Linked DNA regions of Hordeum vulgare: region 1 is linked to region 2. Evidence: chromatin contacts called from public Hi-C data. All regions are on one chromosome and are shown on one strand. Each heading gives the region's core, a stretch centred on a gene start, on an enhancer-like site or on the middle of the called end of the contact. The rest is flanking DNA. Distances are from core to core; before and after follow the strand shown. Region 1 holds the start of LOC123446660 (protein PSK SIMULATOR 1-like). Region 2 holds the start of LOC123449036.

The links. A called contact is a pair of places that touch in the nucleus more often than the background predicts.
Region 1: a contact with region 2 is called in a Hi-C map of seedling, with 4 times the contacts expected there. The contact joins the promoter of LOC123446660 here to the promoter of LOC123449036 in region 2. A contact is called at or near these places in 4 of 6 Hi-C or Micro-C datasets (leaf, seedling and an unstated tissue).

Annotation. Positions count from the first base shown.
Region 1 is chr4H:479,664,501-479,670,093 of MorexV3_pseudomolecules_assembly, forward strand. It overlaps LOC123446660 (protein PSK SIMULATOR 1-like), which reads left to right and starts at 3,796. Exons shown (of 1, transcript XM_045123221.1): 1 at 3,796-5,593. The coding sequence starts at 4,186. The coding sequence ends at 5,589.
Region 2 is chr4H:479,365,590-479,370,738 of MorexV3_pseudomolecules_assembly, forward strand. LOC123449036 reads right to left here and starts at 2,305. Exons shown (of 4, transcript XM_045126105.1): 1 at 2,217-2,305; 2 at 1,859-2,079; 3 at 1-817. The coding sequence starts at 1,999.

The sequences.
Region 1 (5,593 bases), core at 2,546-5,045, 300 kb after region 2:
TCCCGCCCTCAGTTCGGGGGACGAGGCAGAAAAACTTATTCCACAATTCGAAATGGGCTTCACAACCCAGGAACATTTCACAAAGAGTGAAAAACCCCGCGATGTGGGGGATGGATCCGGGGGTAAGGTGATCAAGTTGGATCCCGTAATACTCCAACACGTCCCGTTGGAAGGGATGAATAGGGAAGCCTAGGCCTCGTAAGAGGAATGGAGTGAAGCATACCCTCTCCGTCGTGTTGGGCGTATGGAATCTCTCTTTGAAGGCCTCGCCATTGGCGGAGGTTAGCCTGGGGCGGGAGGGTGCCAGATCTGAGTTGGGAAAATACCCTTGCACCACAAGCTTGCGCAGACGGAGGCGCGATACTGAGCAACTGTCCCAATCTAGTGGAAGAGAGCCATGAGGGTGTGAGGACGAGCCTAGGACAGTCGCCACATCTTCATTTTTCTGGTGTTCTTCTCCACGCGTTAGAGGGGATGGGGAGCATTGTTGGGGGCCGCGCGTAGGTTATATGATGAGTAACTTATTTTCTTTGGGAATGAACCGCTTATTTTCATTGGCGCGCAGGAATCAAGGAGGTGGTTAACTACGTGAAAGGAAAATATTCATTTTTGTGGTTCGTATGATGTTTCATCAGTCGCGGATGAAGGAACAATGCGGAAAAGGATCGGCCAAATATAAGTTGGAACTCGCCTCGCAAGCCGAAGACCACAGAAACGAGAAGATTTTGATCCTAAACTGCGGCATTGGAGGCTAGTTCTGTTGGGGAACGTTGCATGGGAAACAAAAAAATTCCGACGCACACGCAATACCTATCCATGGTGATGATCTTCTACGAGAGGGGAGAGTAAATCTACATACCCTTGTAGATCGCTAAGCGGAAGCATAAATAATGCGGTTGATGTAGTGGAACATCTTCGCGATTCAAATCGCAGCCCGTCCCACGATCTCATCATAATCCGTCCTGTGATCCATCACGATCCATCCCGATCTAGTGCCGAACGGACGGCACCTCCACGTTCAGCACACATACAGATCGATGAAGATCACCGCCTTCCTGATCCAGCAAGAGGGGCGGAGAGGTAGATGAGTTCTCCAGCACGGCAGCGTGGTGGTGGTCGTGGTGAACGAATCCAGCAGGGCTTCGCCTAAGCACCGCCGAAGTAAACTAGAGGAGAAACAAATCTAGAGAGAAGTAGAGGGAGCACGTGGCAATTAGGGTTAGCCCTCACCTCTAAAACCTCTAGTATATATAGGAGGAAGAGGAGGGGAGGCTACCTTGGAACCTCCTCCAAGGAGAGGTCCCGCCGAGCCAACAAGGGAGGAATCCACCTCCCACAAGGGAGGTGGAATCCTATTAGGACTCCTTCCTAATTTAGAAACCCTTTCCACCTATTGGCCTTTTGCCTTATTCCTCCACTCCAGCCGCATGAACCCTTAGGGGAGGCTTTGGCAAGCCCACTAGGGGCTTGTCTACCTCCTCTCACATCCCATGAAGCCTTTGGGTCATCACACCCCTCCCGGTGGTCCCCCGGTACCCTCCAAGCACTCCCGGTACACTACCGATGAGCCTGAAATTTTCCGGTGACCAAAACAGGACTTCCTATATATCAATATTTACCTCCGAACCATTCTGGAGCTCCTCGTGACATCCAGGATGTCATCCGAGACTTCGAACAACCTTCAGTCACCAGCACCTACAACTCAACTATACTGAAACGTCCCCGAACCGTAAGCGTGCAGACCCTGCGAGTTCGAGAACTATGCAGACATGACCCGAGACACTCTCCGGTCAATAACCAATAGCGGGACCTCGATGTTCATATTGGCTCCTACATATTCTACGAAGATCTCTATCGGTTGAACCTATATGTCAAGGATTCAGTTAATCCCGTATGATGTTCCTTTTGTCCTTCGGTATGTTACTTGCCCGAGATTCGATCGTCGGTATCTCCATACCTAGTTCAATCTCGTTACCGGCAAGTCTCTTCGCTCGTTCTGTAATACCAGATCCTGTGACTAACTCCTTAGTCACATTGCTTGCAAGGCTTGTTGTGATGTTGTATTACCGAGTGGGCCCCGAGATACCTCTCCGTCACATGGAGTGACAAATCCTAGTCTTAATCCACGCCAGCCCAGCGGACACCTTCAGACATACCTGTAGAGCACCTTTATAGTCACCCAGTAAGGTTGTGACGTTTGATACACACAAGGTATTCGTCCTGTGTCCGAGAGTTGCATGATCTCATGGTCATAGGAACAGATACATTGACATGCATAAAACAGTAGCAATAAACTGACACGATCATATGCTACGTTTATAGTTTGGGTCTTGTCCATCACATCATTCTCCTAATGATGTGATCCCGTTATCAAGTGACAACACTTGTCTATGGCCAGGAAACCTTGACCATCTTTGATCAACGAGCTAGTCAACTAGAGGCTCACTAGGGACAGAGTGTTGTCTATGTACCCACACATGTATTTTTGAGTTTCCAATCAATATAATTCTAGCATGGATAATAAACGATTATCATGAACAAGGAAATATAATAATAACCAATTTCTTATTGCCTCTAGGGCATATTTTTAACATGTTCAGGGGCTACTGAGGCAGTCCGGGACTAAGGGCTCCTCGGGCTGTCCGTTTGTTCTCATGGGCCAGACTCTCGGGCATATTCGGTCATCATTGTAAGTATTGGAATAATATGAACTCTTCCGAAGACTTGGTGTATGATCCAAGACAACGTAGTAATCGACATATTCCTTTTCTATTATAACCGACCTTGCGTAACACTAACATCCCTAGTATCTATATAAGCTAGGGGGGCCTAGTTCGTAGGACGGATTAAGCTCATTGTGATTTGGATTTAGACCACAACATCCAATCTCGAAGTAGATCAACTATGTACTCTATACTACTCCATCGATACCAGCAAGAGCAGGACATAGGGTTTTACCTTCATGAACAAGGCCCGAACCTGGATAAAACACCGTCTTCTTCGTCTCTTGTTATCCATGGAATCTAGATCCAGAGTTCACACCCCCTACTTGAGGTCAGCCGATTTTAACACCGACAACCTACCTGTCGGAGCTCAATGTGGCGAACGCTTCGACTCCCCTAGAGCTCCCCTCTATTTCAAATGAGCCTGCGGGATTTTAGATGTCTAAAGTGGTACAGGCCAATTTCATGTTCACATTGGAGACCTAGATATGTCGTGACCGTTCGATCTCGACATTTGCATATGTTTTGATGATCGGCGTTGAAAATGACCTAACATAACAGTCTTTCACTCCTGCCGTATTGTATAGGTAACAGACAGGTTACTATCAAATCGTTGAATGAGCCCTCCGGTGGTAATTCAAATCTGTGAAGAACGGGCACTAACCGTGGCAGTGCTCCTAGTCTCACATAAATGGTTGAAAACCGAAGTTTAGAGTTCCAGCAAAAGAAATTCAAACTACAGTTATTATAACCGAGAAAAAGACGTACTGGAGGCGTACCACAGTACCAATTGGAGTATGTAGCAAAGCGGGTCCTCCACCATACAACCACATGCGGGAAGCACGTAGGCCACCGAGGCGACGACGCACCGTGTCTTACCGGTCGATCGGAGTCATCGGACATGCATATTCCAGGCCAAGCGGGAAGAGGGGAAGGAGGCGTCGCCGTCGACGACCTGGCGGGGGCAAGTCTCCGGGCCTATCCATCAGACTGCACTCAAACTTCCACCACCACTAGTCTAATTATAATCGGGACGGCAGGAGAGGAGGAATTCATGACATGTAGCGACATGCCCGCGACTCGATCGATTGCTGCAGGCACATGGGTCAGTTGCCCGTGATTTGCCGGCTGCGTGCGTGGACGACTTCGCATCTCCTGACCCGGCCGCGTCGCGCGGCCGACTACGTTAAGTTAACACGCACCTTCTCCGTCTAATCCTCCATCCACAGACACACATGCTTCCTTCGTCTTCTTCGCGCGCTGGCGCTGGCGTAGCTCCTCGCTGTTAAACGCGGTTTACCATCCGTCATACGCATGATCCTGCGCCATCTCTCTTGGAACGTACCTACAGCGATTCTACGATCGCTCCTATAACTACCTGCAGGCTGCGGCTGCGGCTGCCTCAGTCAGTCGGCAGCGTACATAGCTACGGTTTCCTTCTTTCTTTGGTTTTCGATCGGTCATGGCTAGGTCATGGCTGTCCGGCCTGCGGTCTCGGCTCGGCGGAGGCTCCAGGCAGGACGGGCTCGGCATCCTGGCTTTCGAGGCGGCGGCGGCCATGTCGCGGCTGGTCTCGCTCCACCTCTCCCTGTCGGACGCGGAGGTCAGGAGGCTCCGCGCTGACGTCTTACGCGCAGAGGGCGTCGCGCGGCTCACGTCCACGGACCAGTCCCGCCTGCTCCGGCTCGCGTGCGGCGAGCTCATGGCGAGCCTCGACCGCGCCGCCGACGACGCCGCGCGCCTCGGGGCGCGCTGCCGCGTGCTGCCGGACGCGCCGTTCCTGCACGACTTCGACCGCGTCTACGCCGACGCGAAGCGGGGGGCCGGCCTCGCGCGGCTGGACGCCACGGTCGGGTTCTCCAGGGGCGCAGCGAAGCGGTTCAAGAAGATGGAGCGGCACGTAGCCGCCACAGCGAAGCTGTACGCGGAGATGGACGCGCTCACCGAGCTAGAGGCGTCGGAGCGGCGGATGGAGCAGTGGAAGCAGCACAGCGGGCCAATCCCGGCGCAGTCATCCAAGAGCAGGCAGCACGCGGACGAGCCAAGCGAGAAGCTGATGGGCGAGCTCAGGTTGCAGCGCCACAAGGTGCGGCGACTCACGGAGGGCTCGCTCTGGAGCGTGGCCGCCCACAAGGTGGCCAAGCTCATGGCCAAGTCGGTGCTCGCCGTGCTCGCGCGCGTCTCCGTTGCCTTCGGTGCGTTAGTGCCGGGATTGCCACCTCCGTTAGCAGGAGGCCGGGGATGGGCGCTCGGCCACTCGTCTGGCCCCATGCACCAGTCGATGGCTCCCAACGCGGCGATCCGGCACTCGGCTCCCATCTTCCGGCCGAAAGACACAGCCTCCACATCGTCAGAGTCAATCAAGCCACCCGCGACCACCGTCGGTGGCTCGGGCATGGAACTGCGTTACGCGAACGTGATCTTGTCGGCCGAGACGCTGCTCAAGGCACTGAGGCCGGCGATCCGCAACGAGGAGGCGCATGACGGCATGACGGAGCTGTCGATGAGAGACGAGCTGTACAAGATGCTGCCCGTGACCATACGCGCGCACGTGAAGGCGAAGCTGAGGGAGAGGTTGAGAGGAGGGCAGGTGGACGGGGAGGCCGTCGTCACAGCGATGGACGCGGTGGACGGAGTTCTACGGTGGTTGGGGCCAATGGCGCATGACACGCTGCGGTGGCACGACGAGAGGAGCATGGAGCGGAAGCAACGGTTCAGCATGCAGCCGCGTGCACCGATGGTGCAGACGCTGCATTTCGCGGACCGTCGGAAGACGGACGCTGCTATCGTCGAGGTGCTCGTAGGTCTCAGCTGTATGTGCTGGTACGACGATCAACGGCGGCAGCCGGCTGACTGGAACGAGTAGCTTA
Region 2 (5,149 bases), core at 1,055-3,554:
CAGCTGAATCAAGTCCAAAGATATTTGATGGTGATGTCCTGGAATACGGTGTGTCACAAGCAGATCTGGAAGTCTTCCACTGTGCGGTAGGGACCTCTTGCTCAGGAATGGGCGATGCAATGGAATATGGTGTGTCACAGACGGACCTAGATGTCTTCCAGTGTGCAGCAGGAACATCTTGTTCAGGGATTGGTGAGGATAGACCGGTCCTTGGAGTTACTGAGGCAGGTGATATGAGGCTGCTAGAAGGGCTCCCTGGGTAAAGTGGATAAGATCCCTGCAGTCCTAAGCCACCAGAGTATGCTGTTGACAAGTAATGCATGTTGTGCTCCTTGCCAGCAGTTTTAGGACCCATATATGATGAAAGAAACCGAGCATATGGAACATCTGGAGAGGACGGAGTGGTTGCATGAGCTAGTTCAGGAGGAGGGGTCAGTGGTGCTGTAGAGGGCTCAGTTGTGAAAGTTGAAAAAGCTGTTGGAGGTGAGACAAGTTGAGGTTCATTGGCATATGGTCCAACAGCGAACATATTAGACGTTGGGCCACCAGGAGAGTTTGCAGATATTGAAAGGAAGCGGTTAGGTGACTGAGCAGTCGAAGGAAGAGCAGAGTTCGAGAAGGATGCAGGCGATGATGGTGGCGCAAGAAGAGATAAATTCATAGCCCCATTTTGGTTAGAATTTCTACCAGATTGAAGAGCATTTCCGCGGTTAGTTGACGCGTTCCCATCAGGCATACGTGCTGCAGGAACTATACGCTTTCCACCCTTCTGCGACCCAAAACATGACAAGCCAGAAAAACAGCCAGCCCATCTACTCTGCTGTTAAGAACAGAGAAACATGTAATGCATTAGTGCAAGTATAAATGAATTTTGTTTAGGGAGCAAATAAATGAATTTGATTGTTCCTGGAAGCAGAGATAAAAACCATCCGGCTGATTATTGGTAAAAGATACACAAAATTGACTCCACAGCTGAACAAAGAACAAGTTTAAAAACGCAATGTAGTAGTTAGGTCAATGATGAAACTGCAGATGACTATTAAACTCTGTACATAAAGGAAAAAAAACACATTGCATCATTAATAACCATGCAAGTAAATTAGAGCAAAATTCACAAGCGCAAAATGCCGCCGCACATAGAACATATAAATTGTGTTATCAGTCATCACAGCTCGTATCTCACAAGAGTCAGAAAAAGTGAAAAATCTTCAGAAGAAAAAAGATCTTAACTGATTACAGCACACATTTCACAAGAGTCTGAAAAATCTTCAGAAGGAAAAAGATCCTAACTGGTCACAGCATGCAGTCCACAAGAAGTCTGAAAAAACTTCAGAAGGAAAAATATCCTATCATGGAAAACACCAAAATGAGTTTGTGCTTCTACCATACAGTCAGTGCTTTCCAAAGTGAAAAGCTACTTTTCCCAAACCTCAACTCTAAGCAAAATGTGGATATAAAGATCGACGAGCTATACCTATATACTGATATATACAATATCTATGAAAGGAATGCAATATCTATGAAAGGAATGAAAGAGCAAGATACTCCAGGTGATGCTGTAGCAGGACAATGTATGTGGTCTTCACAAAATTACCAAACTGGTGCAAAATCATGCAATTTAGCATGGACCAACACCAAGATGAATAGTCAATTCAGCTCATTATGCAAAGCTGCATGAAGCAAGCAGCCAGTACTAAAGCATAATTATTGGGGTAAAGATGCCCTTGCAAGTTGCAGCAGCTAGTGTCCGGTACAGTTCGTACTTCGTATGTAGTGATGGTCTGATGGATGTGCTCATCTAAAGCAAAAAAGGCACAAACGACTAGCTAAGCTTAAGTAATTGAGCGCACGAGTATACCCTATCCTGGTGTGGTTGTTGGGAGTGGAATCTGGCGTCGGCCGAACCGACCGCCGCCGCAGCAGAATTGACGAAAACTGCGCGATTCGCCGGTCTGGTGCTGCTGCCGCCAGCCCCAGTACTGCTCCCTGGTGTAGCCATTTCTGAATGAAACCGTAGTTGCTTCCAATCACATCCTCCGTAGCTCGGGAAGACTTCGCTTATGGATCCCTGGATCCTACCTGAAAAGAAACCAAGGGCAGTCAGGATCCAAATCAGGTGCGGATCTACATGGTGTGCAGGAAGTGAATCGGCACGCCCAAAATTTGTCGAGGTTGGTTTGAGGTTTAGTAGTTTCTGGATGATTAGAAGCTCATACCTCAAAAAGCAAGGACCAAGGTTGCGGACGAGGTGGGGACAGCAGCGACGCGATGAGGACGGGAACGGCCACGACGGCGACGCGCGTCAGAGGTGTTTTTTTTTTTTGGTATGAGGCGTCAGCGATGACGCCTAGATACGGCACGGAGGAAGCACGACTACAGGAGGGATTTCATGGCCGCATTGGGTCGGACTGGAGCTCGAGCAGACCCGAGCATAAGATGGGGTCAGGAGAGGGAGAGGGGAAGTTACGGGGTGGACAGATGGTGGAGAGGAGAGGTCGCTGTAGGTCTCGTGGAATGGCGAAGCAGCGGAGAGGACCCCAGAAGACAGCAGACCTGACGGAGGGACGGAGCTTGGGGCAGGGCCGGGCGTCGGCGCGGGGGGCGCGGCGGCGGCCGCAGCAGGGTGAAGTCCCGGGAGAGTGGAGCGGCAGAGGTCAGGGATGTGCCGAATGGGGGAGATCGGTGGGGAGGCGCGGCGGAGGGCGGGCGGGTCGGCTGTCGCCTGGCCGTCGGCGGGAGGGGCGGCCTTGTCCGCCGTCGTCAGGCCTCAGGCGCTGGGTATGTTCGCGGGAGAGGATGCGCACGGGCTGGCTGGGAGTGACAGCCGACTTCTCTCTTGGTTCGATGATTTTGGACCAGGGGTATTATTGGTCTTCCCGTCGCTGTTAGAGCAACCAGAATAGTATAGTCAGCTGCTGGCTATAAGTCATTGTCATGTCATTTATAGTCCATCTTATAGTCAACATGTACTCCCTCCGTTCCATAATATAAGTCTTTTTAGAGATTGCATTATAGGACTACATACGGATGTATATAGACATACTTTAGAGTGTAGATTCACTTATTTTGTTTTGTATGTAGTCCCTTAGTGAAGTCGCTTAAAAGACTTATATTTAGGAACGGAGGAAGTACAATAGTTCATTGCAAAGATATATTACTTTTTTATTATATGGCCCACCGTTCATACTCACGAAATGACTAGGAGCACGTGCTAGAGCTGGCTCTTACCTTCTCTCTCCTCTTCTCTTTCCTCTAACTAAACAAAAATATATTAGTTTATTCCTTATAGTCAGCTAACTCAGCTCTATTGTACTTGCTCTTAGAGCATCTAGCATCATAAACCTTCTCAAACGCATGGGCGACCGTGGAACATTAACCAGTCACGAAGTTTTAATCTAGATGACCGTGCGAACTAACCGACAACCCTCATACTCAGTCTAAATATGAGACGGATATGGGACGTCCGAGCACGTCTGCCACGTGCGACCCGACAGTCCGACCCCATCGCAATTGTATCAAATCCACCCCGAGAACTGCCAGATCCATTTGCTCTCTTCTCTCTTCTTCCTCCTCTACGTTGTCCATCTTGGAGCTCCGTTGCTGCGCACGCTCCGTAGCCGTTCCTAGCATGTGCGCCGCCAGCTCCAGCAGAGTAGTCTTCTCTCTCGTTCTTGCCGCAGGGGACGTCATCGCCGACCCGGATTCCACCGCGGTACGTCCGGTAACTATATAGCTTCGCCTTGCGCTTAATGTGTTTGACACATTGTCTCACCTGATTTTTTGTGATTTTTTTAGGGAAAACAATGGATTTTGATACTTCGACCCACGGGGAGTATGGAGCGACGAAACTTGATCAAATGATTCAAGATGAGTTCTTTGATTCCTCGGATTCAGATGAAGAAGTGAACATGATCATGCTCATGAGCATGCAAGAGGAAATGGACCGACAAGTGAAGCATATTCTTAATTTCGAGAGCTCATCAAAGGAAGAAGAGTGATCAATCGGGACAGGGTATCTTGAGCAAAGCTGTTGCAGAAGGGCTGCTTAGCTTCGAACCCAAAATTTTTTGGATGATCCATGATTTCGTCGCCATTTTCACGTGCGAAAAGTCATAATGTTTGCGCATTATGGAGGGAGTAGAGGCACACGATGACTACTTCAAACTCACAAGGGATTGCTGCGGTCAACTCTCTTTCTATGCCAAGCGGAAGTGCACGGCTGGTCTGAGAATGCTTACACTTGGCACTCCTACAAATGTCGTTGGTGAGATGGCCAGGATGGGGGAGAGCACATGCCTGAAGACTACTGTCAAGTTTGCCCGTGTTGTAATGAGGTGTTTGGAGCAAATTATCTAAGAAAACCAAATGTGGAGGACACACACAAGTTGTTGGCTATTGGAGAGGCGAAAGGGTTTCCAGAAATGCTTGGATCAATTGATTGCACACATTGGCAATGGAAGAACTGCCCCAAAAGTTTGCAGGGAATGTATCAAGGTCACACCAAAGAGGCTACCATCATACTAGAATTGGTGGCATCACATGACTTATGGATTTGGCATGCTTTTTTAGAATGTCAGATTCTCACAATGACATCAACGTGCTTTAACGATCTCTGGTGTTCAGGAGGCTTTGGACCGTGGAATCGTCATCGTGCAACTACACCGTCAAGTGGAGAGACTACAACATGAGATACTATCTTGCCAATGGCATCTACCCTCAGTGGACGGCATCTGTGAAGACCATATTCTAACTGCATGGCCAAAAACGGAGCCACTTTGCAATAATGCTGGAAGCATCTAGGAACGATGAGAGCATTTGGTGTGCTTCAAGCTCGTTGGGGAATTTTTCATGGGGCTGTAATGATGTGGGAATCATAAACTTTTGTGGAGCTCATGACATGTTGGGTTACTTTGCACAATATGATTGTCGAGGATGAGGGTAATGGTGTAGCCCAAACCAATGATTTTGAAGCACGTGAAGAACAAGTTGAAATCCCGGGAGATTAAGATGCAGCTCAGTTTATGAACTTTCTGCATATGCATTAGAACCTTTGAGATCATCAGGTGAACGTGCAACTACTCAATGATCTTGTGGAGCATATGTGGACCCACAATGGAAACCAAAGAGCTGATGTCTGATTGTGCACTTA